2 separate regions of the Mus musculus genome follow, and region 2 is linked to region 1. A link is a contact called in public Hi-C data. All regions are on one chromosome and are shown on one strand. The core of a region is the stretch at or near the end of the contact, and the rest is flanking DNA. Distances in the headings are between cores, read along the strand shown. Region 1 has its middle 22 kb from the start of Setd7. Region 2 overlaps Maml3 (mastermind like transcriptional coactivator 3).

Region 1 (5,396 bases), core at 664-3,163:
AGGGAAAGGGACTCCTTACAGATTCCCAGGGAAGGCTAGGTTCCATGATGTAGGAGGAAGAGTGGCATAAAAGCCAGAGGCCTCGCAGCCACATCTCCTACAAGAGGACCTGATTGAGGACTGCCTGAGAGACCAAGGATTGCTGACACAGACAATGCCAGCCAATCGGGAACTGCAGTTTAAAAGAGATGCTTTCTGGGGACCAGTGGGGTGCTGCTGGTGGAGGGTATGAAAGGGAGCTTGCAGCAGATGAGCTTTCTGTGGCATCTCTCACCTGCTATGGGAGTCTGCACCACCTCACCTCCAACTCCCAAGGGCAGGTAAGGTGGAGCATCAAGTAGTCCAGGGCACAGGCAACACCATGCCACTTCATTGATAAATAATTTGTGATACTCGCAGTTTGGCTGTCTCTGATTGCTGGCTGCCAGAGGCACGAGGGGAGGTTTTGCATTTGGAAGAAGGAATGTATGATCTGGAGGATATAGGAGAAGAGCGGGCCATTTGGTTGCTGTGTCTCCATCATACGCAGCAGCAAGGTCCAGCTTAAAGTCTATTAGCCTGGGCCCTGTACCCAGGATCCATGCTAAGATGGAGAGAAGGGCACAGCTGCACATGCTATGACCCGAGCAGCCTTCAGTTGCCAGCTGCCAGCCAGTGAGTTCTGAGCGGAGCTTGCAAACACCAGGAAAGCAGTAACTTCTACAGTGGATTAGTTTACTGACAGACCTTAGATGAGTGGACTCCTGGGAGGTGGGGCCTGGATGGAGAAGGCTGATCTGTGGAGGAATGCCTTTCCCTTAGGACACTCTCACCAGTGCACACTGCTATCTGAGAGCTAACCCACTTTGTTCTGCCACATGCTCATGCTATGCTGCCTGATTATGTGGGGGCCAAGAAGCAACAGAGCCAAGAAACCGTGGATCCAGCCCTTCCTCCCTTAAATTATGTTCTTGTTACAATGGAAGCTAACTGACACATAGTTACAAGAGCTCCATTCGCCCTGCATCACCATCCCCTGCATCCCCTGGGAAAGTGTACACACAGACATCCATTATCACTCTGGCTGCCCTAAGGCAAGCATATAAGTCAAACGAAAGTTGAGTCCAAGGAGAATGTTCGTTGGGGAGTGACCTGGACTCCAGAGAATCCCTCTTTTGCTGAGCTAGGAAGAGAAGATGGGAATGTGTTAACGTGTGCTCCAGCGGGTCTCAGAAGACAGCGTGTGGAGCATGTCGGTCTCTTTTCCATTGCTATGACACCCCACCACAAACAGACAACTCACAGAAGAAAAACATAAGAGTCTGCCAAGGCAGGGAACCATGGCATCAAGATGCAGACACGGTGGCAAGAACAGGGAGTTGATGGCTTACATTCTGAATGGCAGGCACTAAGGGGGGTGGGGGGTAAGACTGCTGTGAGGAAGAGTGGGAGGTCTCGCACACTGTCGATCCTTTGAAAACCAGATGTGCCTCGCAGGGGACTTCCGACAGCCAGACACCAACAAATTATTTCCTACAGTCAACAGGAAGCTGAGGAACATTCAGATATTGCAGGGCCCACAATTACCCTATGAAATCAAGGAAATAACTATCAAAGGAGCAGTGAGGGGTGGAGAAGCCATGGGTTACCTCATCTCCACACTGGGACCTCGAGGGACGGCCTTGCTGCTGGCTGTACACTTGTTCCTGCCTCTTCTGAGACTGTGTAAGCAGAATCTGTCTAGAATTAAATCACTCCTCAAAGAAGTATATTTTCATCACCGTATGTTAATTTTCTCCTGTGGCATCGCCATGTTACCTCGGGGCTGCCGCTCACCCTCGTGGGGCTAGCGGACAAAGAAGAAATGGTGTTCCATACACTTTCCTCTGCTGTAATCTTGTCATAAGAAACAGACTCTGGTGGAATCAGACCCTTTAGCGCCACCTACAGGAAAACCGCGAAGTCTAGGATGGGAATGGCTCCCTGGAGTTGAAATCCTGGGTCAAACCAAAGCAGTTGGAGTTCTACTTATTTCTCTGCTTCTTTCAGGGGGAATTTCTGGTGTTTTCTGAGCACCGGGTGTTTCCACCGTTTCCATAGTATCATCTGTTATGGGATTATAAGACACCATAGGTGTAAAGTATGTCTCTGTGGCCATCAAATCATATGGGCTGTACAAGCAGGACAGGTGTTGAAAACCTACAGGCAAAGAAGTAGCCATGTTATGGCAGCTGTAAGGTCCCTGTCACAGAAAGGCAGCCACACCAGAGAGACAGCCAAGACAATCTCCAAGTCTGTGGACAGGAAATGCCAAATCAACCAGAAAACTGAGCAGGAGAGACCTTTGTGACAGGAGAGCTTTGCCCCTCCTGGAAGAGTCTCCACAGAGCCTGCTCTGACACCAGGCTACCATCTCTTCCAGCCAACCCTAGGGCCTATCCTAAGAAGATGGAGGAAATGAGCGCCCAGGGTCGTCTGGATGTTTTTCTCCTCTGTGTGGAGCAGGAAGATACAAGGAAGCCACGGCATCAGCTTGACTGCGGCAAGAGCTGTACTCAGCATCTCCAGGTCCCAAGGCCAAGCTGACTCAACTAACAAGTGGGCCTAGAAATCATTAAGCCAGCCTAATTGAAACTAATTCCAAGTTCCTCGCAGCCCTAAATTGCACAGAAGAGAACACAGAGCAGCCTTACAGCTGTACACGAAGCCAGGCTCAAATCGCGTTATTTATTTGGTTACCAATAAAAAGTGGCAGAGTTAGGACTCGGAGTTCCATCTTCCAATTCCATTTCCTCCCAAACTGCAGAGAAGGGCAATTTAGCCTTATTGAGCACACACGACACAGGAATTCTGTTAAAAGGCTTTATTGGTTTTAATCTGCAGAAGCCTCGAGAAAAAGAAGTAGCATCCAGGCCAGCATCACCCAACAGCAAGGCTTAAAGATGATGGATCATTTGTGTCTAAAAATCCTCCATTTCCATGAATAAAGACAAAAGGCCAGATCATTTAGCAAATAATAAGGAAAATCCTACTTATTAAAACCTGTGAAATATAATCAGAGATTGTATCTGTCTGTCTGTCTGTCTGTCTTAAAAGGAAAACCCAAACTCTCAAAATCATTTGTTGGGCTGCCAAGACGGCTCAGGTAAAGGCCCACCCTGCCAACCTTTCAGTTCAGTTCCCAGGAGTCACACAGTTAAAAAGAAAGAACTGACTCCTATAAGGTTCCCATAACTGTTCTCTGACCTCCACGTGTGCCCCACGGAACAACACAAATCAACAAACACAGGAACAAGTAAATAAATAATACTAACTTAAAAATTATTTAAGAAGAATGAACCTGAAGAAAATTATTCAACTCAAAAAAAGTTTTAAAGTCTAAGGAAAACAGAAAGGCAGAACTAACACTCTAGTCAGTCATACCTATACCCGTGTGTTCTGCATCTGTGCATCCAACTATAATTGACAAGATTTGGGGGATGCCGTGGTGCTGACCGTATCCTGATTCGTCACCACCATTCTCTAAACATTACAGTAGAATAACTGTTGCATGGCATTTACAATGTTTTTGGATATCTTAAATAATCTAAGCTGGACAGTGGTGGCACACGCCATCCATCGCAGCATCTGGGAGGCAGAGGCAGAAGGATCTCTGACTTCAAGGCCAGCCTGGTCTACAGAGTGAGTTCCCGGCCAGTGTTACTCAGTGAGGCAGAAGAAAGGAAGGGAAGAGGGGGTGAGGTGTAGGAGGGAAGGGATGGATCCCTGGAAACCAAACAAAGCAAAAGAACAGCAATGGTGAATATGTGTGTGTGTGTGTGTGTGTGTGTGTGTGTGTACATATATACATATCTGCTAGCCTAATCAAGAAAAAAAAAGGACAATACTCTAAGCTGAGATTGCGAAAATGCAGTGGCGTGTACACATATAAGAAAGCGTCATTTTTTAAAAAAGATTTATTTATTTTATGTATGTGAGTACACTGTAGCTGTACAGATGGTTGTGAGCCCTCATGTGGTTGCTGGGAATTGAATTTTTAGGACCTCTGCTTGCTCCAGTTGGCCCCACTCACTCTGGTCAACTCCACTTGTTCAGTCCCAAAGATTTATTTATCATTATACATAAATACACTGTAGCTGTCTTCTGACACACCAGAAGAGGGCATCAGATCTCATTACGGGTGGTTGTGAGCCACCATGTGGTTGCTGGGATTTGAACTCAGGACCTTTGGAAGAGCAGTCTGTGCTATTACCCACAAAGTACAATTCTTACAAAAGGAATCATTTGTGGGCTGGAGAGATGGCTCAGTGTGTAAAGAGAGCTTGCCACAACAAGCACCAGGACTTGAGTTTATCCCCACGTATAAAATTAGAGTTGTAAGTGCTCTCCCCATGGCTGGAAGGCAGAGTCAGGAGGGTTCAAGGGCTCTAAGGCCAGCCAGTTTAGCCCACTGGTGAGCTACAGGTCCAGTGAGAGATCCTATGTCAGAGCAGTAGAGGAAGACAGCCATGCTCAGCTTACATGGATTTTCCCCAGCACCCAAACTCAGGAGGTACTCAGCCAGTACTCGCCCACTGAACCATCTCCCAGCCCCTCACAATGAACGGTTCTGCAGAAAAATGCAAAATATCAAAATTCATTCAAATAGAAGCAGACATCCCAAGCAGACCAATCTTAGGCAGGAAAGAAATCCCACAACAACCAACAAAGGAAGAAGAAACGGAGGGCAGAAGGAAGAGAAGAAACCAGAGGAAATGAACAGAGCCGAAATCTTAGACCGCTCTAGAGTTAAGGCATACCCTTCCAGGACCCAGACACTTACTGGTCCTTAGCTGTCAACCAATGAGCAGTGTTTGGCTCTGCTAGACTGTAAACGCTGTGGTGTTATCAAATTAATTGCCTTTTTTTTTTCTCTTGAGAAAAACAAGAAAGAGTTAAAAAAAAAAAAGTTCTACTAAATAGTGCACATACCCACTACTTATGGTTCCTGTGACCCACCCTGCCCCTGGGCACCACTGGCTGACATTGATCCAGGAGGCCAAATAGAGCAGAGGAGACATACAGGGGGTTCCGAAGCCCTGTGAGTACATATGACAGTGACCAGGGCCAGCTTCGGGAAGATGGGTCAACTTTACCTGGAGTGATTCAAGGATTGCATAGTTTTGGAGGCAGGAATACCCTGGGTGGGCAAAGGCTGAAGGCTTGCGGTACAGAGATGCCTCGCTAGCATGGAGAGACAGCCTAGGAATCTCATGGGTTAGCTGAACGGGTCCTTACTGGGAGAAAAGGAGTTGACCCTGTAATGTTAATCAAGGCTGACACTCTGCAGGTAGAGGTGTGTGGGGGTTAAGGTCAGAGAATGGGAAGCCCTGCTAATAAAGGAAGCCCTCCATTTTGCTCTGAGCCCAGAAGGTTAT
Region 2 (5,684 bases), core at 1,068-3,567, 460 kb before region 1:
GAGGAAGAGGCAGGATCACAGGCGGAGGCAACTCTGAGATCCTTGGGTGTCAGCAGCCAAGCTGAAGAAAGGCTGCCCCCGTGTCGCAGTAGGAAGGGATTCATGCTGCTGATTGGACGGCTCTGTGTTCTTGGCTATCGGTGGCAGGCTGCCAAAGCTCCTCTAAGCTGTCACTCACGGCCGGGAGGGCCGGACTTGTGGAGCTTGCCTCTCCAGAAAGTCTTTTTGGCCTTGAGACAAAAGAAAAAGAGCAGCTTATCGCACACTTCAGGATCCAGAGAGCCAGGAATTAATGAGCTAAGACACTGACCGAGGAAGTGGGAGAAAGCAAGGAAGGAGAGGTTCAAATGGTGGTTCTGCTTAGACGATAATGATGGTGATGACGATGATTATAAATCCTTGCAAACAGACATGAAAAGGAGGAGAAAGTTAGACTCTCGGGATCCTTAGGAGCTTCATTTGGGGCCACCATTATCTGAGGAGCCAGTCTCTGTGCTCAGTTGTCCCCAGTGACAGAAAAGAGAAAGAAATCTAAGAGTTCCAGATTTATAGATTTTCTTAATAATAAGGATGACGGTAGATGAGGGAAGGACAAATGGGAGTCTGTGGCCAGCGTGGGCAGGCTGCCTCCTTGTTTTATTTTACTGGTGATTTTCCTTTGCTTTGCACAGATCAGATTTCCCGCTCTGGTATTCAACAAGGAGCACATAGCCCGAGGATAGCAATTAGCTCTCTCTGAGCCCACTCTCCTTTGCACAGCTCTCGCTGACGTGTGCAATTACTAGCACCCCGGCAGCTCTTTTCAGATCTCGGCTGTGCACAGTGGGAAGTCAGGCCCACCATCCCAGAGTCCTCTGCCCAGACTCCTCCTCACCTGGTGCACAGGGACCTTGCCTGCAAATAGAACTGACGTGCCGGGACGTCATCGGGCCTGGCAGAGCTCATTGGCAGAGAAGTTCAGAGTTTTATTTTCAACCTAGAGACAGGCGGAGATAGATCCAGCTAGAACAGGTCTCTTCCGGCTTAGGCCCTCCTCCTGTGGTTGCTGGAGTTGTGGAGGATGGAATGTCAGAGGGAGCGTGCTTCTTATAGCCTCCTGGCTCACAGACTGAAGTTGGCTCCCTACCCCTCCGGCTGGTCCGTCGTCACAGTAGTCCTACGGTGTCCTGCGGGAGCTGCCTTCCCACAGCTTTCTTCTCTGCTTCTTTTCTTTCTCTACCTTGTGTGGTCAGGGTGTGTGTGTGTGTGTGTGTGTGTGTGTATGTGTGTATTCCTCAGGTAGATCCACTTCCAAATGAAGACCCCCCCCCCACCCCCAGCTAAGTTAATTCACTTCAGCTATAAAGTTGCCTGGGTAGACAGGAATGGCTTAAAACTTTAGGAATAAAAACTATAATACAGTGCAGGAAATGTTGCCTTTGTGTGGGAGGCAGAGAAAACCAAACCCTAAGAGGCTGAGATCCACTTCCATTCACCCTTCAAGGGAGGGCATCTTTGCCAAACCTGACTCTCCACAGGAGGATTCATAAATGGTGGTTGTTGTTGTTGTTTTCTTTTCTGGTTCATCTCATACCTGGCTGTGCCTTTAAGGAATGTTTTGGGGGGAGGACAGGGCACGCTTTGAGACCTCCTTCTTATGTATCCCAGACTGGCCTGTAACTCAGGATCCTCCAGCCTCAGTCAGCCTAGTGAGGGGATCGAGGTGGCACTGTGCCAAGCCTACATGTCTTCTTTTAAAAGGCAGAGACTTGCTACCGACCTAAAATCCAAGAGACCACAAAAGCAAGCTCTGGTGTGCCCACTCAGGGCTAGCTGAGGAGGCTCCCAAGTTCCCAGGGATTTTAGGGCGGAACTAGCAAAGGGTTAAGTGCCCCTCCCCCAACCCCCATCCCGCCACTACCTGACTCCACCCCCCCCCCCTCGTTGCTTGAAAGAGCAGTGTGGCCTAAAATGAGGGTTCTCTGCTTTGGCTTCTGTCTCTCTTGCTTGTCCTGACTTAGTAATCGTTCATTGTGACCGGCTTCTGTACATTACCTTGCCTCCTGTCCACAATCGCTCCACAGCTAAATTTCTGTTGCTTTTTAATTATCGCCATCATTATTTGGAACCGACGCGATGTTTTAAGCGAGATGTTTCGTCTTCTCGGTTGCCCCAGTGAAGAGGCCCGAAAAGGACCACAGCCCAGCCGGAGTGGGCCTCCCCTTCGAGGAAGCCCCTCGGCCACTCCCACCCTGGTGGGTTGTTTGTGTCTCACCCCATCAGCCACTAGGTCTTAGTAGGCTCCTGTCCCCCAAGGGGGTTTCTCTTGTGCTGTATTCCTGGGCCTGGCCTCTGATTCCACACATTGAAACGCAAATGACAGCAGTAATTGGCTGAGAGATAAACCTCAAGGAGCGTGTGAGCCGGGCTGCGGGGAGTTAAGTGGCTAAGTGACAATTACCGTGCCGCAGCCTTGGGATCAGCAGCAGCCGGGCCGTTCTCGTACAGGGTTTTAAAGGAGCAATATCACATTAATTGGAGGCAGGCTTCTGGGTTAACAGGCCTTACCCGGCCTCCCAGCTTATTTTATTCTACTTTAGGGATGAGAGTGAGTGGGTGGAGAAAGGCAAGTTTGCCTAGTCTCTCCTCCCAGCTCCAGGCTCCATTCCCCTCTTGCCCCCAGGAGAGTTTGAGAGATTTGTGTCCTTGACTCTGGTAGGCAGATCAGATCTTTGGTTTCATTTGGAGATATAAAAGCTGTAAAAGTTGCTTTGCAGTAGGAGGTGACTGTGATAACTGTCAGTCATAAGGGTTTGGTGACCACAAAGGACCTCGACTCAGCCAGACCTGCCATCTTTCCCACCAGGCAGGCAATTAACCCTCTGATTTTTTTTTTTCCTTTTTCTTCTTTTCTATTAAGTTTCTATTCCAAAACTGAGTTTCCCGGTCAGATATAGCAATAAGCAGCAGAGGCGACACCTCCCTGCGGCTTGTAGCCCTTTCCAGTCAGAGTGAGAGAAATCAATAAAACTATGAATTCTCTCTTGCTTACTCAGTAGAAACCCTTACTGCAGAGAAAGGCGGGGTCCTTGTAGGGAGAGGAATCCAGTCTAGAATGAGCTGGGCTAGGCCTTCCTGCTCTTCTCAGAAAGGCCACTAAACCCTATCCTGGCCATAACCAACCATCAAGATGATTGGTTTAGACTTGAGATAAGCAGACTACACGAGGCACTGAGAGCCCTTTCCCTCTAGGTACTTGCTGTCTACTGCATTAGAACTCTGCAGGGCCCAACACTTTTTTAAAAACCTCTGTCTGGTAGGCTTGCTGTTTTTGTTGTGTGTTTCCTTCAGCCCACACAGCACAGCATGGTCTCGCTCCCCTTTTACTAAGTATTCCCTCTGGGTTATAGCTATGAATTAGTTTGTCTTACTTTAGGAGAGAGCCGGCCATTTCCAGAATAGGAACTGGTTTGCTTCAGGCCATGCTTCCACTACCAGAGGTAGAAAACACCAGGAAAACACCAGCGTTAACTGGAGGAGAATCTGGTATCTAACTAATGGAAGTTCACATCTTAAACTGTCAGATGCTGGAAGGCATTTAGACAACTCTTTAGTTCCCAGCCAGCCTGTCTGGAGTAGAGAGAGTAGTCTGGTTAGGAGCTGTGCCTGGCAGGCAGACAGTCTTCTTGGAGGGTACCTAGTGTAGACTTCTCCAGGATGTCACCAGGTCATGGTAGGGAAGCTGGCTTGTCACTGTTAGAAGGGTTTCAGTCTATCCTCTGAAGGAAGGCTAAGTGAGATTTCATGGCTTATGTAGCAGTCACCATGGCCTCTCCAAGAAGATGAATACATTATTTAAAGAAAGGCGTGTCCAAGGCTGTGGGGATGGCTCAGTCAGAAAAGAGCTTGCTGGATGTACATGCAATCCCCAGTTTGATCCGTAGAACCCTTGTGGAAGACGTAAATGGTGGCAAAGGCTGGGGGTCCCTGAGCTGGGGAAGCAGATCTTTTCTTTGAGTTCCAGAAAAATGAAGACCCAGTCTTCAAAAAACAGACAGATGGTGTCTGAGGGATAGTATTGGAGGTTCTCCTTTGATACATGTACAACACAAACATACACGCACGTGTACACCTGTTCACACGCATGCACAGGACTTTTAAAATGTTTCAGTACAGTGGCTTAGCTTTGTAGTAAAGGACTAGGCTGTCTAGGTTTAAATTCTGTCACTGCCACCTGCTAGTCGTTGGATTGCCTCAGCTGCCAAACAGGATAACAGTATTTCCTGGTGTAGGCTTATTTTGAGAACTAAATAGTTGGTTTTTCCCAGCACTTAGTAGGACTATTCAGATAATTTTTCCCAGCACTTAGTAGGACTATTCAGATAACCCCACTGCAGCATACAGTTCCATCCCTCAAATCTCTAGGAATCCCAATGTGCCCTCCCCCCGCCCCCATCATTTGTCTTGCGAATATAAACACACACCAGTTATCTGGATTATTCACTTAGCACAATGCATTTGAGTTTCTTACAGACTGTCCTGTGTGTTGGCAAATGCTTAACACTAATACTCATAAGTCAAATCTTAGAAGTGGATAAAAATCTTAAAAAAAAAAAAGGACAGAGTCAAAGATTCTTATTACCAGGGTGAGGGGACCGAGGGTGGAAGGTGAAGTGACTTGCCCAAGGTTGTGGAGCTAATTAAGAACGTGGGCTGAGCCGGGAATTCCCTGTGCTAAGAGTCCCCAGCCACACCTGCTAGATCACGCTGGGATTAAGGGCATGTTGTTGCTTGTCGCTGAGGGGCTTCACTCATTTTATAATTGTTACTGGGCAAACTGAGGCTTACTTGTGATAACACTTGAGAAGAATTAGTTTCTTTTGGGAGGTGTGTGGATTATGCTCATCTGCTAACACATTCCTTCTCGGTGGGCGCACATCTTCCCTGGAATCTGCCTTAGGTGGGAGATAACAGAGCTTCCGCTGAAGGCCCCACACTTGTTTTGCATTCTCCAACACTTCTTCTCCATAACTAATTGATGGGAACGTTCTTAGCTTTGCCATCTTTCCATGCGTTCCCTTCCGATGTCCCCATCGTGGATCATTCAAGTTGACAAGCTGGCGGGTCTGACTGTCCTACGACTGTTAGTTCCTTGGTTCCTGGATTAATGATTTATGCAGCATCACCCATGAAGGAACTGAACTATGGAAGATACGATGAAGATCCTCCATTAGTAACTTTACATTTACTAACTAGATGCCTTGAAATGGGCGCAGTGAAGCCTCTAACTTCGGCTCACATTTTAAATCTCTTTGGAGGAGACTGAGAATCTTGTTAAGCGCTAAGAAAACGTGACTCCCCAGAAACTATGGGCTAACACCCTAGAACGGTCCAGATAAAGAGCTACTGAAGAGGAACTCTCTGCCGTGAGAACCCACTGAAGCTTGGTCAGGAGGCTGCACAAAATGTCCAGGAGAGTGTCCAGGGGAGGGACCAGGCCAGCGATGCAGAGAGAAACTGGCAGCTCGGAAGATATTCGTCTGGGCAGAAGTGAAGCAGGTCCCTGGGCAGCAGGAACGGAATAAAGAGATGGTTTGGTCAGAGAAATACCCACTGGATGTAAGGAACCTAGGGAAGTCCACCTAGATGCCTGGGCAGCTACACCATGCTAAAGCAGGTTGTTTTCCCCTGGAGAAGGAGTGTGG

The links. A called contact is a pair of places that touch in the nucleus more often than the background predicts.
Region 2: a contact with region 1 is called in a Hi-C map of the N1E-115 cell line, with 4 times the contacts expected there. The contact joins two enhancer-like sites. A contact is called at or near these places in 1 of 484 Hi-C or Micro-C datasets (the N1E-115 cell line) and 5 of 115 datasets of contacts at active chromatin or transcription factors (bone marrow-derived macrophages, embryonic forebrain, embryonic stem cells and 2 more).

The regions. Positions count from the first base shown.
Region 1 is chr3:51,580,283-51,585,678 of GRCm38.p6, reverse strand. No RefSeq gene overlaps it. Among named protein-coding and RNA genes, the nearest start is that of Setd7, 22 kb to the right of the region's middle. Within about 2 kb of position 1,913, at least 31 of the 459 cell types and tissues checked have an H3K27ac peak or open chromatin away from gene starts, as enhancers often do. A contact at or near this core is called in the N1E-115 cell line, where this site is marked.
Region 2 is chr3:52,041,519-52,047,202 of GRCm38.p6, reverse strand. The region is part of intron 1 of Maml3 (mastermind like transcriptional coactivator 3); the gene reads left to right. Among named protein-coding and RNA genes, the nearest start is that of Maml3, 61 kb to the left of the region's middle. Within about 2 kb of position 2,317, at least 81 of the 459 cell types and tissues checked have an H3K27ac peak or open chromatin away from gene starts, as enhancers often do. A contact at or near this core is called in the N1E-115 cell line, where this site is marked.